Linked DNA regions of Danio rerio: region 1 is linked to region 2. The links are chromatin contacts, called in public HiChIP or PLAC-seq maps. All regions are on one chromosome and are shown on one strand. Each heading gives the region's core, a stretch centred on a gene start, on an enhancer-like site or on the middle of the called end of the contact. The rest is flanking DNA. Distances are from core to core; before and after follow the strand shown.

Region 1 (4,854 bases), core at 801-3,300, 440 kb after region 2:
ACATAAAATTTGGGTGAATTATACCTTATAAATACAATATTCAAACCCCATTTTACCATTTGGAGGCATCAACATTGCAGAGAAACCTATATTAAACAATGTGAAGTCTTGTTCCTACATACTTCTCTCCAAAAGCTGGAAATACAATTGGCTAAATCGTAGATACTGGAAAAGGTTTTGGGGGGAGGGGCGGGGTCGAATCGAGATCATGATCTTTTTTCATTTAATTGTGCAGCCCTAACCGTTATCATCATTTTAAATGTCCTAAAGGATGACTTAAGGCCTAGATATACTTTAAACATTTAGATTAAAGGGAAAAAAAGAAAGTCAAAACAAGGCTGAGTGAGAGTACACTGTTTTCGAACGCCGCTGCAGTAGGCAGGGTTGTAAATGTGTCACGCTGCACACAATGACATCACACAAGACAACACAACAATAATGACAGCCCCCCCACCCACCACCCCCCCGAAACCCCAAAATAAATGCTTTGGTGAGCTGTTTTGAATTGCTGAAACAAAAACAAAAAAACTATTTTGTCAAGATTTTGTATGAAATAACGTAATTTTCCGATTTTGCTTGAAGCACTTCGGAGCCTTAAGTAAAAGTTCTTACCCATTCCTCCCACAATGATACAGTCTTTTAAACCAAGTGGCTTCCCTAAAACTCGAAATTGCTCTGCAATTTGGTAAGCAAGCTCTCTAGAAAGAAAACAGACAAAAAAATGTATTATTTAATGACAAAAAATGCATGTAAATAAGGACTTAAATGTTGCAGGCTGTGAGTATTATAAGTAACAAAATAAACCTGGTGGGTGTTAACACTAAGCAGAAAACACCATAAGGGTCCTCGGACAACTTCTGCAGTACCGGAAGAACAAATGCTGCTGTTTTTCCACTTCCAGTTTTTGCACAGCCCATGCAATCCCGACCTATGATTAAGATCACAAAATACACACTCAGTTCGGAATAATTTCTGACGACGAGAAAAAGTGCAAATATTGTTTATTGTGAACACATTTAACATTCATTTTGAGTATGTGTCTAAAAGTGCCCAAAGAGTTACATATTAATAATCCAATAGTGGCTATGGTTATCAACTGTTCTGTTTCAATTTAAATCACATTTTAATACCTAAAAAACAGAAATGTTATGATTATACCACAGCAAAATCCATATTCTTGCAGTATTAAAGTAAATCATATAGACATGTTAAAATTGCATTATACTATAACGCATTATACAATAAATGACAATAGACAAAACAGATTGAAAACTTTAAGCACTGTTATTTTTGCCAATTGAAAATCAGTGCAAAGTTTGTGAAGTTTGTCATTGAACCTGAGAAAACTTTAAAAATAACCATAATGACATAGTCTTCATGCTATAATAATAATAAAAATAATGATAGAACCATTTTTAACCGTGGGGACAAATCTTTATAAGTACAATTTGACTGTATTATTTGTATCCCCTTCAAAAAATTTTCATGAAAAATGTAATATTTATAGTTATATATAATGTTCTACTTTGATAGTCACTAGCTGCTGATGTGATTTCATTATTTACAATTTGCAATAAATTATTTTCTGAAATTATATTATTAAGGATAAAGTCTGAATGTATTAATATAAAACCATCTTTACCTCAAATAAATATGATGCATTTTTTACAGTAAACATCTGAAGCCGTCCTAAAACTATTGAACAACACCTATTCGTGTATCATTTTGAAAGTAAAGCAATTACAACCGAAAAAAAAAACATTTTGATCAACTTCAAATGTTGTCTACTGTGAAGAGAGAAAGAACTGTTTACCGTCTAATATAGCAGGGATACACTTCTCCTGTACAGCGGTCGGTCGGCTGATGCCCATCTGCTTACACTGCTGGATCAGCCACTCAGACAGCCCGAGAGACTCAAACGTGGCCATTCTTACTGGCTTAGTTAAAAACGAAACACCAAAAACATAAACTAGACCGTATATTGTAACTTCGAGAGACGCTAAATTGACAACAATCTTCCTCGTGTGAGCATATGTCAGTCGCGTGAATTAGACGTCACATAATGACGCAACGAACTGAATAAAACACGCCCTTTACGTTTTGTATGATTTTTTTTAAAGTATATTAAATCCTGGGGAAATGAGATACCAGATTTTACGTAAATAAAAAATAACAATCTCATGTTTATGTTAAATAGTTTAATATTATTAGGCAAGTTTCATATACTCAAGTACAAGTGGTCAGAGAGGACGACTAACATCTTCAATTTCAAGACTGATTAAAACACTTATTTTGAAACTCTTAAAGGACTTTTAAGTCGTAAAACGACCAGAACTCCAAAAACTAAACTCCAACCTATTCTCTGTGGTAATTGTTATAAACCTTATTTATTTATTTATTTATTTATTTATTTATTTATTTATTTATTTATTTATTTATTTATTTGTTATTTGAAACAGATTTTATGTTAAAAAGCTATACATTTGATTGGAAATGTTCAGCAAATTTAATAAAAAATAGTTTTATCACGGAAACACAAAGTTATACTGAATAAAAAACTAACTTATTTATTTATTTATTTTAACTATAAAACAAACAAAAAAATTCAGCAGTTGAGATTTCTTAAGAGCTTTAAAAATGGAAAAGACATAGGAATTAGTGGAAAAAAGTTTACATTTTTGGTGCAGTTAGCAAACTATTTGTTTTGTGAATGTGACATTTTCCAAAAAGCATATGAATTTTGTCAATTTCGACAAGTCAAGCATCACAATCCATAGACATTTGTATGAAAAAAGGAACTAACTCACCAGGTTAACATATTTATGTTATCTCATTCAATCATTCATTCATTCATTCATTCATTCATATATCATTCATTTTTTGGCTTAGTCCCTTTAGTCAGGGGGACCACTGCGTAAAACATATGCTGGATAAATTGGCGGTTCATTCCGCTGTGGCGACCCCTGATTAAGGGAGTAAGGTGAAAAGAAAACGAGTGAATGAATGAAATTGGCTAGTGTATGAGTGTAAATGTGTGTAAATGTTTCCCAGTGTTGGGTTGCAGCTGGAAGGGCATACGCTGTGTAAAACATATGCTGGATAAGTTGGCGGTTCATTCCACTGTGGCGACCCCTGATAATTAAAGACATTAAGCCGAAGAAAAATGAACGAATGATAAATTTAGTTTATTCTGGTGAGTCGTGTTACTTGAGATAAATGTAATGCCAAAATCTAAAGCATGTTGCTGTTTATGTGATGAATATGCTTAAAAACTGCTCTTATTTAGAAAACCGATAACTAATCTTTAATGATGGGTTAAACTGTTTCAGTTACCACAGAAATTACACATTTTGCGACAAATAGGACACCGCTTACGGCACTTCGGATTCATTTCCATACTATCCGCAAACAGCAGCTGACTGTCGCACAACTCTGACAGGTGGCCAAAACTGTAATGTGATTGGTTATGAAAGGCACACGTGATGTAAGTATTCCGTTACTCTTCCATCTCCCAAATAAAGACCATCCCAGTGCGCGAAGCAAGCAAGCAGCTCTTGAGAGAGTGTGTGTGTTCGCGCGCAGGTAAGCAGCTGAAGCCTGTCAGCAGCACCTGTACTGTCCTCGAGTACAGTACAAAGTCATTGAGGTAGAAATCATTAGCGGTTACTTCCTCTTCTAGTGTTGTCATTGTCTCGTAGCAACCTATGCGATTGAAACTGACAAAATGATCCAGGTTGTTTGTGTTTCGTCATTGTAATGTGTTGTTTTCCTGATTTTATTAAGACCGAGCATGGTTAGCGGTAATTTGGGCTTCTGCACATGATGACCTTCCTCATCATCATCCTCGCTGAGCATGGCGGAGTCAGATGGTGTGGAGTTCTTTGCGAATCGAGCTCAAAGCAGGTAATTAGGCATGTCATGAAGCGTCAGATGTGGCTTGACATGGGTTTAAGGAGAAGTTGCTCCAATATTCAACATGATAAAGTGCTAATAAATGACACTTTTCATTATTATTATTTTATTGAAGCATATAAAAGACAAGAATACAGGATTAAATGATAACATGTGAAGAGTTCAGATACTAAAACTTCTAAATGCCATGTGAAATTTTCTCCTAAAATGATAATTTTTCTCAACCTCCCATGTTTATGGTTAAGTATTTTACTTTAAAAGCAATGAAAATAACTTATTCATCACTATAAAAGTAAATTTTCTGAGCCTACACACAAGAGTTTGAGATAAATTGTTTTTTAGAAGAAAATATCAAATGGCTTTTAGAGGTTTTTGCATCTAAACTCTTTATATGTAACAGTAATACAAAACTTAGTCAGTGATGCAAAACATATATGAGGGGATTTATCATATTAAAATTATTAGATTGCACAGATTATTATTTTTTTTTCATTATTAGAGATGTTTTCATAGCCGTTTCTTGTAATTGAGGTCAAAGAATCATAAAATAATCTTTTTAATTTTACAGAAAGAATTAAAGAAGGTAGTAATAGACATTACTTTTGCATTGTGTATGTGAAACTTCCCAAGAAAAATGATCATATTCAAAGCCAGTTTTACAATTCAAAAAAAGAATTATGCATTTGTCAAAGTTAATAATTTTGTAAAATGAATCAAAAAACAACCCTGAGACCGGTTTTCAAAAATCATCAGAAAATGTACAAGTACAAAATAGATGTAAAAGACTTTCAGGCTCAGTGTTACAAAAACAACAATGTCTTTTTTAAAATGTATTAATAAATATATTGCAGGGATGGTACCTGTGTAATATTTTAAAATTAATTTTTTTGACCTTATTTAGGAGTAAAAATGTATTAATTGCTGACCAAATATCATCTATAA
Region 2 (5,285 bases), core at 797-3,296:
CATACAGTAGCCATGCTGTTAAAGCTTTTAAACACTTTTAGGGTCAAACTTATAAAGATATATTCCAAGCTCAGCATGACAGACAATGAATAGGTTTGCATCGTGTTATTATTTGGATCTTACCCATTGTGCCAGTGAGTGATGCTGCTGAGGTCAAAGCTTGAAGAGGGGGTTCAGGTTTAAATAACACCATACGGTAGGCAGTAGCGACCAGTCCTGCAGACAACAGCAATATATAAATCAGGAAAGAGGTAAAGTTGATTTTATTTTCACACATTCAGACTTTCCTCTTAATAATATAATTTCATGAAAGTATTATTTGCAAACTATAAATAGCGAAATCAGGTTGGCAGCAAATGACTATCAAAGTACAACATTGTTTACAGTCAAATAAACAGTGTTAATGTTGTTTTCAATGCACACATGCATGGAAATTCCGCTTGAATATTTAAAGTAACATGGTAAACAATATAGAGACTTCTAAATAAACGAATGTGCGAATATAAAATCAACTTTACCTCTATTAAATCAGGCAAAATCTAATGACACCTCGAGAACCAGGACACAAACAACCGGTAAATTCATTAGCACAGGGGAATAGCCTGTAACCAATAAACCCGCACGATATAAAAAAACAAACACCTAATATATTTAAATAATGTGGGAAATATATAATTACCACATAACAGTACAGTAACATTACACTGTTATTTACTAAAGGGCTAATGCACATGCTAACAACATAGCATTTATACTGCATAAGCAACGCGCAGGTTCAAAACTAAGCTCAAATGATCCATCACAGTTTAGATATCTTTCAGACTAACCTACAACGGTGGCCACTTTCGTGGTGACCCATGTTTTGGCAACGCAGTCTTTGCCCTCTTCTAGATCCCAGTAGCCCATCTCTGCTAGCGCATCAAGGACACGAATGAGATGTCGCGAGAGTCTCTTCTCGACCTCTTCCTTCTCGCACTTCCTCTTCTTCTTTTGAGATTTGCGGCACACTAGACAGCTACATGTGTGATGTTGCCCTCCTCAGTTCATTTGAGGATTTACACATAATCATATTTAGCATTCCTTTAAAATGTAATACTTAGATAACATTAGGGAATCTTGTAGAAGCTCAGTGAACACGGGTGTCCACACTCCACACAACACATCAGTGTGTTTAATTTAAAGCTGAAGCTGTGTGAAATAGTGATGATATCTGTTTTTACTGAACAACACCTTTGAGTTAACAAATTCAAAAGTCCTTAATATTTATACAACAAAACAAATATACTTAAATATGCAGACAAAATCTTATATATAGGCCTATAAGAGCATGTGAATAAAATAAAAAACAAGTTTATATAATAAAACATATTCTTGGCGAAGCAGTGGCGCGGTAGGTAGTGCTGTCGCCTCACAGCAGGAAGGTCGCTGGTTCGAGCCTCGGCTCAGTCAGCGTTTCTGTGTGGAGTTTGCATGTTCTCCCTGCGTTCGCGTGGGTTTCCTCCGGGTGCTCCGGTTTCCCCCACAGTCCAAAGACATGCGGTACAGGTGAATTGGGTAGGTTAAATTGTCCGTAGTGTATGAGTGTGTGTGTGAATGTGTGTGTGGATGTTTCCCAGAGATGGGTTGCGGCTGGAAGGGCATCCGCTGCATAAAAACTTTTGGATGGCCACAGTCCTCCACTGTACCTTGCTCCCGCATTCATTTCAAAGGAGCGCTACCCTGTACCAAGATGGCGGCGCTATTGACGCATTCCGTCCAATAGACAACAATAGGCCAGGCGACATCTAATGTATATATCTATGAGCAAGAGAAACAGAGTTGAGACAATGTTGAGATTTTTTACAGTCATTGGTTGAGACATGATAGAAATTAGCAATCAAGAAACAAACAAATGAAATAAACAAAACAAAAATTTGTTTACTGTCTTAAATGGTATATTAACTACACAGTCAAATGAAGCTCATTTATTTTGGTACCTAAAGTGCAGTTTGATCAATGCTGTCTATCGTCTACTCTGATTGGTCAGTTGCTGTAAATATCATTTCCGGGTCAGCAGCTACAGGTTGCTATGAAGTTGGTGCAAATGACACGTCAGCTGGACGGAAAAACATACACAAACTGCATAACCCACGTTTATACGACACAATCATAAATGTACGAGCTGCGCCAAGCCCGCGTTGTCGACTGTCACTGTGTTGCAGACAGAGAATTACCGAAGACTACATCCATCCACGCATGCTGTAGCATAACGCATGCTGAGACTGAGGGAGAGTTCAGCCTCCGAGACGACCCGCAGAAGATGATCAGCCCGTACCGTGGATGAGAGTGTTTTTATCTTCCGCATCCCGGACATCATGTCGTCCCCGTCTCCGGTGCAGATCCGAGAGGCGAACGCGCATCTGGCCGCGCTGCACCGCCGGGTGTCGGAGCTGGAGCAGCGGCTGCGAGAGGCGGAGAGGACCGTGCGGGAGCAGGCGGAGAGTCTCATCCGCAAAGACGAGCAGCTCAGAGCCGCCACGCAGGAGATCACGGAGGCCAAGGACAAGTGAGGGAAAGAGGGTGTTACTTGCTCGTACTCAGCTGCGTCCTTCTGTAGATGCTCTATAGATTTGTTTGTTGACATTTGTGCTAAATCGAAAAGCTCCGGGCTGTAATAGACTCTTAAAAATAAGTAAAATGGGTTACGATTTGGTGGTTTACGAAGTCATTGTTTTTTTTATATATCTTTTGATGGTTTAAAGAGAAACGGTGACCACACTGCCAAGGAAAATATATATGAAGAGTTTAGATGCAAAACCCTCTAAATCCATCAGACCTCTTTTCTTGTAAATGACCATTTTCTAACAGGCTCATATAATTAGGTTTAGTAGTGTCATATTATATGTAATGAAAATGTTATTAGCTAGTAAATAAAATATTTTTTCCCAAAAATGTCACTTTAGACAATTCTTTGTTTTTTAACGAGGTAAATTTTGCGTCAAAATTCATCAGTGCTTTTATGCAAAGCCCTCTAAATCCACCTATTGGGACAAGTCAGTGTAATTAGTTGAAAATCACTAAAGATGTAATTAGAAATTATTTTAACAAACATAAAACACATATTACACAAACCACCAAAAATTATTACATAAATCTGTCAAGTAAGTGGCGGTTCATTCCACTGGGATAAACCAGGAAAAAAGCTGAAGGAAAATGAATGAATGAAATCTGTCAAATAAGTGCATTAATCAAGAACATTAAAACCTAACAATCTGTTGTCATTTCTGATATTTGGGATTTAGATTTATTGTAAGTAGAGCAATGTAAACATTGTAAACGAAGCTTGGTGAATTCAAATAATGTAGTGTAAAAACTGAAACGACAATATCTGTGCATTGTCCATGAATATAAAAAGCTTAGCAGACGTATAGGTATTATGAAGTAATATAATAATGTATAATTTTATACATTATATTTATCTTTTAAAAATAGCTTACATTAGCAAATAAAACACAAGGTAAGCCTACTGGGCAAAAGGGATGTCTCTCAGACAATTTTTGAAGCTGTCATTCATTCATTCATTCATTCATTCATTCAATCATTCATTCATTCATTCATTCAATCATTCATTCATTCATTCATTCATTCATTCATTCTCAACATACTTAAGGTCTTGGTCTCCTGTTTATCCTCATAGCATTCATGTGGGATAAAAGAACGGCATCTTAACTCGGTCTTTCGTGAAATGGAGTTGCTGTTCAATGTATGGTAAATCGGACTCATTCAAAGTAGCGCCGCTGCACAAAAAATTATTGTGAATGCATGCTACACTTCCGACTGTACATTGTTTTCTTTTTCTTATAATGCACAGAGTTTTGACTCCATCTTTTAAAATCGAAATCGCCTTCTGATTGGTTTTCAAGATATAGAGGCTTTTGCTGTCAAAGGCAGGTGGCATTTAGCAGCTTTTGCCAACAAACTGTTATTTCTGAAAGCATTCACTTAATGTCATTATTTCATTTTTGGCGGAAGTGGCATTTAGCAGCTTTTGCGTCTGAACTCAATATAACTATATATATATATATATATATATATATATATATATATATATATATATATATATATATATATATATATATATAACTATATATATATATATATATATATATATATATATATATATATATATATATATATATATATATAATAAAGAGTTCAGACGCAAAAGCTGCTAAACACCACTTCCGCCAAAAATAAAATAATGACATTAAGTGAATGCTTTCAGAAATAACAGTTTGTTATTTAAAATTTTATATATATATATATATATATATATATATATATATATATATATATATATATATATATATATATATATATATAATAGAGTTCAGACGCAAAAGCTGCTAAACACCACTTCCGCCAAAAATGAAATAATGACATTAAGTGAATGCTTTCAGAAATAACAGTTTGTTATTTAAAATTTTATATATATATATATATATATATATATATATATATATATATATATATATATATATATATATATATATATATATATATAATTTTATATATATATATATTTATTGGTGGGCAGTTATCGCGTTAACGTGCTGCGTTAGAAAATTACGTAGAAATTTACATTAGATGTCACCTACGCTGTTGTTTTCTATTGGAAGAAATGCGAATGGAATAGAGCTGCCATATTAGTACAGGGTAGCGCTCCTTTTAAATAAATGTGGAACCAAGGTGCAGCGGAGGACTGGCCATCTAGAGCCAGAGATATATACATATACATCTGATGTTTTCCCGGTGGTCAGTATGCAAAAACTTTTTTAAATTCCGAAAATTATCGTTTTACATCACATTTATACATCGATGGATAATTGACCACATTGCTGATAAAGATAAGAGCCAGTGTTTGTGTGCATGGAAATGTATTATTCACCCTACCGGTTAAGTTTGATGTAGTCCATGTCCTGAAACACAACCCCTCTCCTGCTTTTACTTCTAACTCTAACGAAGGGGAGCGATTCGTTTGTGAATGAATCCCCGTTATGATCGACTTGTTCACTTAGCCGACAGTAATACAAGTTTCTGACACCGCAGCGTCTCGTTGTCATATTTCACTCGCATTGTTTGGTTATTTTATTCAACAAAACTAGCATAAGCCAAGTATTTTGTGCAGTGGCGTAGCGCAAAATGCGGAGGCCCCCCTGCAGGGATCACTGAAGGGGCCCCCAGTGTCGGGTGAGGGGGAGGTGGTGGTGGTCAACGGGGGGAAGCGATCACAAACTGAGGAACGA

The links. HiChIP or PLAC-seq counts read pairs in DNA pulled down with a chosen protein or histone mark.
Region 1: a contact with region 2 is called in an H3K4me3 HiChIP or PLAC-seq map of embryo, with 4 times the contacts expected there. The contact joins the promoter of ddx49 here to the promoter of vmac in region 2. A contact is called at or near these places in 2 of 18 Hi-C or Micro-C datasets (caudal fin and hematopoietic stem cells) and 1 of 4 datasets of contacts at active chromatin or transcription factors (embryo).

Annotation. Positions count from the first base shown.
Region 1 is chr11:6,978,818-6,983,671 of GRCz12tu, forward strand. ddx49 (DEAD (Asp-Glu-Ala-Asp) box polypeptide 49) reads right to left here and starts at 2,051. Exons shown (of 13, transcript NM_198365.1): 1 at 1,814-2,051; 2 at 805-928; 3 at 613-698. The coding sequence starts at 1,928. It overlaps klhl26 (kelch-like family member 26), which reads left to right and starts at 3,514. Exons shown (of 4, transcript NM_001044853.3): 1 at 3,514-3,582; 2 at 3,784-3,903. The coding sequence starts at 3,854.
Region 2 is chr11:6,540,023-6,545,307 of GRCz12tu, forward strand. vmac (vimentin type intermediate filament associated coiled-coil protein) reads left to right here and starts at 2,047. Exons shown (of 2, transcript XM_694468.10): 1 at 2,047-2,545. The coding sequence starts at 2,355. It overlaps ndufa11 (NADH:ubiquinone oxidoreductase subunit A11), which reads right to left and starts at 935. Exons shown (of 4, transcript NM_200525.2): 1 at 828-935; 2 at 124-216. The coding sequence starts at 906. The region is part of intron 1 of LOC141376522 (a long non-coding RNA gene); the gene reads left to right.